Regions from separate parts of the Sus scrofa genome. Here region 1 is linked to region 2. Evidence: chromatin contacts called from public HiChIP or PLAC-seq data. All regions are on one chromosome and are shown on one strand. Each heading gives the region's core, a stretch centred on a gene start, on an enhancer-like site or on the middle of the called end of the contact. The rest is flanking DNA. Distances are from core to core; before and after follow the strand shown. Region 1 has its middle 66 kb from the start of PTPN1. Region 2 overlaps LOC110257431 (a long non-coding RNA gene).

Region 1 (4,851 bases), core at 1,113-3,612, 100 kb after region 2:
GTTGCCATAGCCCCTAGCATCACATCCTTAAGAAAGTTCAAGACAAGATAAAGTGTTGGTGGGAGTGGAGAATATCCTTTATCCTTGAGCTCTTTAAATCTGGAACAAAAATCTTTCTCACAGTCTCCTTGGATTTCCCTCACATTGAATTGTCCAGAACTCATCTTATGTCTGCTCCATACTACACAAGGGGCTGGGAAAGTGAATTGTACCCAAGAGGAATGTGATAATGTGACTGGTTTAGCCCAATCTTAGTCCCTCCCCAGGGCTAGACCTATTGTTTCCTACTTCTAAACAAAATCAGGGATCAGGGTTCTGCTTTTGGGTAGACAACAATGGTGTCACCAAAGTGTAAACTTCACCTTCAAAATCTCACTAACCCAGCAGTAGAGGGATTAAAATCAGGAAAGGCAACAAATGCACAGGACAGAGAACAGGCAATGAGATGGTGGAGGAGGATGGATACCTCCCAGGTTTCAGAAGTTGGAAGACAGAGTTTCACAATGGTCCTCTGGGGTCCTAGCCCTGGTTCTGTCAGGAGCCAACTGTCTGGCCTTGAGAAAGTCCCTTCCTCTCTCTGGGCCTCAGTTTCCTTGCAGTTTAGGTAAATCTTTTTGGCTGAGAACTTGCCTCAACAGATCTCCCACCTATACATGTAAGAAAGCAGGAGCCATGGGCCCTTTGTGCCACTAGAGAAATGATCCTAAAAACCCTTGGGTTGCACCTGACTTAAAAGGTGTGAGTTACAGGGGCTGAAGGAAACTCATCAGTCCTGGAGGTACAGGAAAACGTTCAGCATTCTCTTCTAAATGAGACCTTTGGAACTGATAAATTGCGGTGGATGATACTCGAAGGATGTATCAGAAGGAAGAAGACTGGCTTTGAGCACCTGTACTTTATATCCGTTTTCTTACCTTATTTCCTTATTCTCTGTGTGACCTTAGAGGGGTATTTAACCACTCTGTGCCTTCGTTTCCCCATCTATGAATTGGGACATAGTCAAGACTCCTAGTTGTCCCTCAGTCTCCTCTTCTACTTCCATAGCAACAAACTTGTAGCTGAGCATAGGGCTGTCCCTATAAAGACTACATTTCCCAGCCTTCCTTTCAGTTAGGTGTGGCCAGGTGACCAAGTTTTGACCAATGGGGTGTAGCCTTAAGCTATGGATAACTTCCGGGTTGTACTTTAAAGGGAAGAAATATGCCGTTTCCCTTTTCCACTTCCCACTGGCTATAATGTGGATGTGGGGGTCAAGGCATGCTGTACCATGAGAAAACACTGTAGGGCGGGGAAAACAAGTTAGCAGCCTGGGCACAATGATATGGAGCTGCCACATCAGCCCCAGCCTAAGTTTGTTGTGAAAACGCAATGCACTGAGACATGTAAAGCACTGAACACAGCTCTTAGAACAAAATAAGCCCTCATGTGTAAGTATTTGTGGGTCTAATGCAGTGTTTTTCAACCAGGGGTGATTTCATGCCCTGGAGGACACGTAGTCATGTCTGGAGACACTTTTGATTGTTGGATGGGCATGGGAAACTGCTTCTGGCACATTGAGAGTAGAGGCCAGAGATGCCTCTAAACATCTTACAATGCACAGGACATTGTACCCCCCGTGCTCCCCCAAATGTTAATAGTCATGGTTGAGGAACCCTGGTCTAATGGGATGATGCCCACCAATTACCAAGTGCCCGGCGCAGTTTCGGGTAATAGGCAGCATTCTTTGATTTCCTCGTCTGAAAGGCGTCTCCGCGCCAGCACATCTTTATGTCACTCCCTGTCTCTGTCCACACAAGCCCATTCACGAGCAGGAGGATTTGCATCAAGGGGAAACCATAACCTCGTCACGTTTCTGCAGCTCACCCCTGCCATCTCTCACCCCTTCCAAGGCTGCGAGGGACATGTTCAAACAGTTCTGCCTTCCTCCTCACCCGCCCCCTTGCCAGCCAGGCCCATTTCCGGGTGGTGGGTGGAGGGCACTGTGCCATCCCAGTGCAGTCCAGTTTTCCCAGGCGGGGGAAGGAGGGCGGGTTTTTTTTTTTTTTTTTTGCTCCTGGAATGCACAGCCCACACCGTCAGGGCTGCCTGCCCGAGTAGACAGCTGAACGCTGATAAAGCCTTGTTCAGGACTGTTGAGGAAACTGCTTCCTAGAGAAAAATCCAGATTTCTCCTCTCCAGTTTCCCAGGATGTGGTGAGCCCCGGCCTCCTTGGATGGCAGGGCAGCCTTCCAGAAACTTCCATCCTGGCCACACAAAAACCAAGAGACTGGAGCAAAAGCTAACCCCTGAGGCACTCTGGGGATTCACTGAAAATTCAAGAGGAAGTGGTGCCCATGCTAATGTGTTCAGAGGCACTTCCTTCTGGGCTATTCTATTGGTCAGCTGTTATTTGTTTACTGAAATAGACACTGTGCCCTCCTGCTCACTGTCCAATGGCTCCTCTTTGCTGAGGGCTCCTTCTGGCCACCAGAGCCTATTAAGCCCATGCAGGACAGGCCTGAAGTGCCTGTGAGTTGACAGGCCTGAAGCAGCCCTCAACCAGCGACATGGGAGCTGGTGATTAAAAACCCATTTCCAGGAGTTCCCATCGTGGCGCAGCAGAAATGAATCCGACTAGGAACCATAAGGTTTCGGGTTGGATCCCTGGCCTCGCTCAGTGGGTTGAGGATCCGGCATTGCTGTGAGCTCTGGTGTAGGTCGCAGATGCAGCTTGGATCCTGCATTGCTGTGGCTCTGGCATAGGCCAGGAGCAACAGCTCCTATTAGACCCCTAGCCTGGGAACCTCCATATGCCACAGGTGCAGCCCTAAAAGGACAAAAGACAAAAAACAAACAAACAAACAAAACATTCCCACCCCTTGGGTGGGAATACTTTGCAGGCATGTCCTACACTGGTCCCAGTGCTCCCCAGTGGGAGCTCAAAAAGGTACCCTGCATCAGCTGCCTTCTCTTCTCTGTCTCATGTCCCCATTTTCTTACTTCCTGGGATCACCTCCCAAACAGTGAGAATTCTTGCTTCTGGGGTCCCTGGCCTGAGAACTACATGTACTATGAGTCATATCGACAGATACTTGGGGTTCAGAAGGGACATGGCTGCCCCCTCGGGGAACTCACAATCAAAAGCAAAACGCCACTCCAATAGTGGTGAAAAAGCAGAACTGCAAATAGCGATGAGAGCTGAGACTTAGTGTGGCCTCAAGGCCCTGCACAACCTGCCACCGCCTTAAGTTTCTGAGCTCACTTTTCCCCATGTGCTTCCAGCCGCAGTGGCCTCCTGGCTGTTTCTCAGTTATGCCGGGTATGTTCCTGCCCCAAGGCCTTTGCACTTGCTGCTCCCTCTCCCTCATCTTTTCCAGATCTTCCTATGGCTGGCTCCTTCTTGATGTGAATATTGATTCAGGAGTTTCCGTCGTGGCTCAGCAGTAATGAATCCGACTAGTATCCGTGAGGACATGGGTTTGATCCCTGGGCTTCCTCAGTGGGTTAAGGATCTGATGTTGCCATGAGCTGTGGTGTAGGTTGCAGACAAGGCTCGGATCCTGAGTTGCTGCCTCTGTGGTATAGGCCGGCAGCTGTGGCTCCTATTTGACCCCTAGCCTGGGAATTTCCATATGCCGTGAGTGTGGTACACCCGCCCCCAAAAAATATTGATTCAAACATCACCTCCTCAGAGAAGCCCCCACCAGGCACTCTCTTACCATGTCACCCTGTTTGTTTACTTCATACGTGTATCAATCTGAAGTTATGTTGTCTGTTTATTTGTTTATTGAATGATCCCCAAATGGTGAGCTCCATGAAAACAGGGGCTGTGTCCCCAGTGTCTGGAACAAATCCCAGAGCAGGGAAGGTGCTCTGTGGATGTTTGTTGGACAAGTATTTGAATGTTTAAGTGAAGGAAAAAAAACATGAATGAATGATGTAAGGACATTGACAGGGGGATTGAAGCTAGTCTGCAAAATCAGGGAAGACTTCCCTGAGGAGGTGACATTAAAGCTGAACTGTGAACGAGGAAGGGATATTAATTGGGCCAAAAGGGTAGAATGGCTACCTAGTCAGAGGACAAAGCACATGCAAGTACCCAGAGGCAAAACCCATAGGTCACTCCAGAGCTGTGCAGGGGAACAAACCAACTACAACTCTAGACTTTTCTTTTCCTGTTTGTTTTAATTGAGGTATAATTGATGTATAACATTATATTAATTTCAGGTATACAGTGTTTTTGATATTTATATATATTGTGAAATGATAACCAAAACAAGTTAACATCTGTCACTGCACAGTTAGACGCACTTTTTTTTTTTTTAAGATGAGCACTTTTAAGATCTGCTCTCAGAGTTCCCATCGTGGCTCAGTGGAAATGAATCTGACTACATCCATGAGGATGCAGGTTCAATCCCTGGCCTCACTCAGTGGGTTAAGGATCCGTTGTTGCCGTGAGCTGCGGTGTAGGTCACAGATGTGACTCAGATCTGATGTTGCTGTGGCTGTACCATAGGCCAGCGACTACAGCTCCGATTCAACCCCCGGCCTGGGAACCTCCATATGCCCTAGAAAGACAAAAAAAAAAAAAAAAAAAATCTACTCTCTCAGCAACTTTCAAATATTCAGTACAGTGTTATTAACTATAGTCGTCATGCTATACATTGTATCCCTTATCTATTCTATAACTGAAAATTTGTGTCTTTTGACCTCTTTTACACATTTTGCCCCCACCTCTGGCATCTCTGGCAACCACCAATCTGTTCTATCTATGAGTTAAGTTGTTTATGGAGTTCCTGTCGTGGCTCAGTGGTTAACGAATCCGACTAGGAACCATGAGATTACGGGTTCGATCTCTGGCCTTGCTCAGT
Region 2 (4,813 bases), core at 208-2,707:
CAGAGCGGTCAGGTGGGCCCAGTCCTGCAGCTCTTCAGACCCCGGGGCAAAACTTTTGGTGGAGGGGACTCTCTTAACTTTGGACACATTGCTTAACCTCCCCAAAGGGGCCCCAGTTTCCTCATCTGTAAAATGGGGCTTCATGATCATTCTTATCTCACAAGGCAGAGTGGGTGCCCTTGATGCACACCTGGCTTTGAGCACTCATCAACACCATGTTAATTTATTCGCCTCTCGTTTCCTGGACTGTAAAAAAGGCTCAGCCTTCACGATCGCTTTGTCCACACTTCCCACACAGGGCTCACGCAGTGGGTCCCCAAGAAGGACGTGTTGACTCTCGCTCAAGGGAATTCCTGAAATCATGCCTCTTCTCTCCACCTTCACTGTCCGCACCCTGTCCAGCCTCTTTCATCACTCACCTGGACCATTGCCGTTCACCTGGCTTCTGTCCTATACTCCCCCCCGCCCCCAGTCATTCTCTGCACGCAGCCAGAGGGACCTCATTAGAACCCTAAGTCGGATCTGTCCCCGCTCAGAGCCTGCCCAAGGCTCCCACCTCACTCAGAGAAAAAGCTGAAGTTCTCCACGTGGCCCACAAGGTCCTGCATGATCTGCGTCCCACTCTCCCCACCCCCGCTATCACCTCTCCGCTCTCATCTCCCACACTGTCCCCCTCTGGGCTGCAACCACAAGTCTCCTCTTGGTTGCTCAGGTCTCCGCCTCTGGACCTTTGCATCTGCTGTTCCCTTTACCGAGGACACTCTTCCCCAGACATCACCCACTGCGTGTTTCCTCCCCTCCTTCAGGCCTTGGCCCAAATATCCCCTGTTCAGGTTTCCCCTGGCTTCCCAGGCCTCACTGGGCTCCGAAGCTCTCTTCCTCCCTTAAGGAAGGCCCTTGGCGGGGGTCCTGGGTCCCGCTCTGCATCTTGGGAGAGGAGTGGCTCCCAAGCCTCTTTCTGGACTTGGGGGCCAGAGTCAGCTGTGGAGACAGGCAGCACTCAACTGTGCCTGGCGCAGAGGACTCTGCCCACGCCCCCATGGGAGGCGCCCGGCCTGGCTGACACGGGCTTCCAGGGTACAGGTGGGAAAGTCCCATGTCCTCCTCCACTTACCTGACTTGAGCTGACTCAGACCCTCACCCCTGGCCAGAGGGAGCCATGGCGGCCCCGCCCGGCCCCTTGATGGGAAACAGGGCTGCTAGGGCCTGGCTGGGCCAAACACTGACTCACCTCACCCCACCCAGCCTCTGCCACTGGAAGTCACACCTCCTTCTGGCCAAAGACGCTCCAGCTTTGCTCCCAGGGAGCTTTCCCTTCTCTGCCCAAGCTGTGCCTTTCCTGGCAGTGCCCTTCTGCCTGAGGCCTTCTGTTCCTTCGAGTCAGGCCTGAAGACCACCTTCCTCTGGGTAATGTCAGGATTCCTTTGGCCAGAAGGGCAAAGTGGTCATGGGAGAGGTGACAATAACAACAATGATAGTAATGACAAGAAACTATTACATAATAACACCAGCAACTAGCTATGCTTACCATGTGCCAGGCACTTTACTAAACACTTTATTGTGTTAATTCATTCAACCCTCACGATAACCTTATGAGGTAGCGACTTTCATTTCTCCAAGACAGAGTAGTTAGTACCTAGCCCAAGGCAACCAGGGCTTTGACTCTAGGGAGTCTGGATGTCACCCCACTATTTTCATCCCCCAGACCTGGAGAGCCAAGTGGAGACCCCTGAAGCTAGAATCCAGGGAGCTGGGAGGGAGATAGCCTAAGTTCTGGGTTTTGTCTTAGCACCCTTTCCCCACAGTGGGAGCCAGCCCCTCTCATCAGGGTACAGGCTGGTTTTCGGTCCCTCTGTTGTGGTGACTCCTCAGAGTGCACTCTCTGGGCAATCCACCCACAGCAGCTGAAAGGGAACTTACACGTGCCAAACAGGGACCGTGGCCTGGACACTTAACCTGCCCAGCAACCTGGTGAAGTGGGGCCAGTTACTGGCATCCATTGTCTAGAGGAGGAGACTATGGTCCAGAGAATAACAGGATTTGCTCAAGGTCACAGAGCTAGGATATGGCAGAAGCTGAATTCAAACTCAGGACCGTTCCGACATCACAAGGCCAGAGTCCCTTCTAGTGAGTGGTGACATAACATCTCAGTGAAGAACAGGGCAGGGCCTGGATGTCAGAAAGAGCCAGAACTTCAGTTCATACTGCCCTCTCCCTCCATCTCGCCACTAACCTCCACTCACCTATCCATATACCATCTACCCACTCACTTATCCGCCATCCAGTCATCTGTCCACCCATTCTTCCATTATTCCGTCCCTTTCATCCACCCTCCAGCCAACCTTCCACACTTCCATCCACCTATCCTTCTATCCATTTTTCTACCCCTTCTGCCTTCTTTCTATCTGTCCTTCCATTCATCTGTCATCTTAAACATTATCTTATCCATCCATCTCCCATACAGTCTTCTATCCATCTATCCAACCATTCATCCACTCATCCATACATCTCACAAATATTTACTTAACTGATGGCTGCTGTGTCCAAGCCTTCAGATCACTGTGCCTTGAGCCACAAGAAACATGCCTAATTAGGTTTCTGTTTATTTGTTGTTCCAGGAAGGCTAATTGTGGGGTTTGTAAACAGTCCTTTGATGGCTGGAGAGTTACTTAAGAGGACAGTTAAATAAACAACCACTGGGTGGAAACAGTCAGTGCTGGTACACAGTGGGTCCAGAGCCATGACCTGCCTTGCACAGCAGGAGGAGGGCTAAGCTCCAGACAGTGCGGAGGCTTTGGGGTCAGAAAGGAACTCAGAATAATGAGAACAGTGGCAATAATATCTACCATGTGTGGAATGCCTACTGTGTGCCAGATGCTGTGCTAAGCACAGCCCTTAACAGCAACTCCACGTGATGGAAACCATTATGATCCCATCTATGGATAAGGAGACTGAAGTTTTGGGGCGGGAAGCCATGTGCTCAAGGCAACACAGCTGGGAAGTAGCGTAGTCAGGGCATCAATCTGTCTGTGTGCAGCAATGATGATAATAACAACAGCAAATAATTACATAGCACTCATTATGTTCTAAGGCACTGTTCTAAGGATCTGCCTCACCTGTACTTACTCACTAAATACCCATACAATCCCTTGAGGTAAGAACTATTATCACTCCCATTTTACAGATGAGAATATTGAGGCTGAGTAATTTGCATAGATTATTCAGCTAGGAAGCAGCAGAATAAAAAAATATATATATATTTGGACCCAAAGTCCTACTCTTAACCATGTTATGCAGTGGATTATACCTTCTATGTATTTAACTTAGAAAAGATCCAGCCATACATGTTTATCCAAACATTTTTAAAAATAATTTTTTTATTTAAAAATTTTATATATCTAAAAATACTGTGAAATTATAACATATCTTTTTAATTACTTTGTTCAGGGGTCAGGAATCTTTTCCTGTAAAGGTACCAGATAATGAATGTTTTAGGCTGTGTGGCCATATGGTCTCTTTTGCAACTACGCAGTTCTGCTGTGGTAGTTGGAAAACAGCCACAGACAATATGAAACTAATGGGTGTGGCTGTGTGCCAATAAAACTTTATTTACAAAAACAGGTGGAGGGCAGGATTTGGCCCAAGGCTGTAGTTTGTCAAAGGCTGACTTTGTGCATTTTAAATGTATTCGTAGTTACCAAACCCACGGTCTCTTGCCTTTTGTGAATGACAATGGATTTTCAAGGATACTTTCAACCACTGCTTCTTTCACCTCCACACCATTTGCTATCACACACCCTACACATCATTTACCCCTTTGTCCGCTAATGGCAGCTTCTGAAGGAATTTGCAAGTTCCTGGCATTGATCTAATTCCTTTATTCACATAGTCGATAAATGAATGATGTCCACGAGGAGAGAGGTGCTCAGCCTGGCTGACTCCCCACCAGGGACACTGAAAGTGCAAAGGGCCCTGGGAATTACTCTTCTCCACCCCAAGTTCCGTAAAATTCTGGCTTGAAAAAAAAAATTGTAAAGTAAAAGTTAAGTAGTCGTCTGGCTACAGCTCTAATACTATTTCCTATTGGTGACAAGAATAAGGAAATGAAAGGATGACCGGTAGAGATATTACAAAATGTCCTCAGGGCACATTTTGGGAACAAAATGGGGGTGAGGTTGGAAAGATCCCCTTTCCTCTTTATCCCCACCCCCTTGCCCTCCATGCCAATTTCCTGGCCTCAGAAAATTGTGAGCCTGGGGGAACAACATGTGGTCACTCCCAAGTTAAAAGACAAATGACAACCTGGGTAAAAATATTTGCAATGTAAGTGTAGGCAAATGATTTATTTTCATAATATCTAAAGAATCCCTGCAGAGCAACAAGGAAAAAAATAAAAAAACCCAAAAAAACACCTTAACCCACCAGAATAACAGGTAGTAGATGGGACAGGCAATTTACAGAGAAGAAAACACATATGGCAAATAAACATGCAGGATGTCCAGTCTTGCTGGTGATCAGGCAAATACAAACTATAAAAAAAAATTAAATAACATTTGGATTCCTCTGGCTGACAAAAATAAAATACTGATAATATATTCAAGAGACTCATATTCTGCTGGCTGAAGTATGAATTGGAATAGCCTCTCAGGAAAACAATTTTACAGTATCCAAAATTCATATTTTCTAGAACTCAGCAATTCCATTGTTTGGCAGCTCCCTTAGAGAAACATCAGGCACAAAGAGTATGGGCCAAGATAGTTATTGAAAACAACCTAACTATACATTGATTGGGGAAGGGTTCAATACTTTGCAG

What was found. HiChIP or PLAC-seq counts read pairs in DNA pulled down with a chosen protein or histone mark.
Region 1: a contact with region 2 is called in an H3K27ac HiChIP or PLAC-seq map of alveolar macrophages. The contact joins two enhancer-like sites. A contact is called at or near these places in 1 of 47 Hi-C or Micro-C datasets (embryonic fibroblasts) and 2 of 2 datasets of contacts at active chromatin or transcription factors (alveolar macrophages and skeletal muscle).

Annotation. Positions count from the first base shown.
Region 1 is chr17:51,948,514-51,953,364 of Sscrofa11.1, forward strand. No RefSeq gene overlaps it. Among named protein-coding and RNA genes, the nearest start is that of PTPN1, 66 kb to the right of the region's middle. Within about 2 kb of position 2,363, at least 28 of the 83 cell types and tissues checked have an H3K27ac peak or open chromatin away from gene starts, as enhancers often do. A contact at or near this core is called in alveolar macrophages, where this site is marked.
Region 2 is chr17:51,846,259-51,851,071 of Sscrofa11.1, forward strand. The region is part of intron 1 of LOC110257431 (a long non-coding RNA gene); the gene reads left to right. Among named protein-coding and RNA genes, the nearest start is that of CEBPB, 130 kb to the left of the region's middle. Within about 2 kb of position 1,458, at least 12 of the 83 cell types and tissues checked have an H3K27ac peak or open chromatin away from gene starts, as enhancers often do. A contact at or near this core is called in alveolar macrophages, where this site is marked.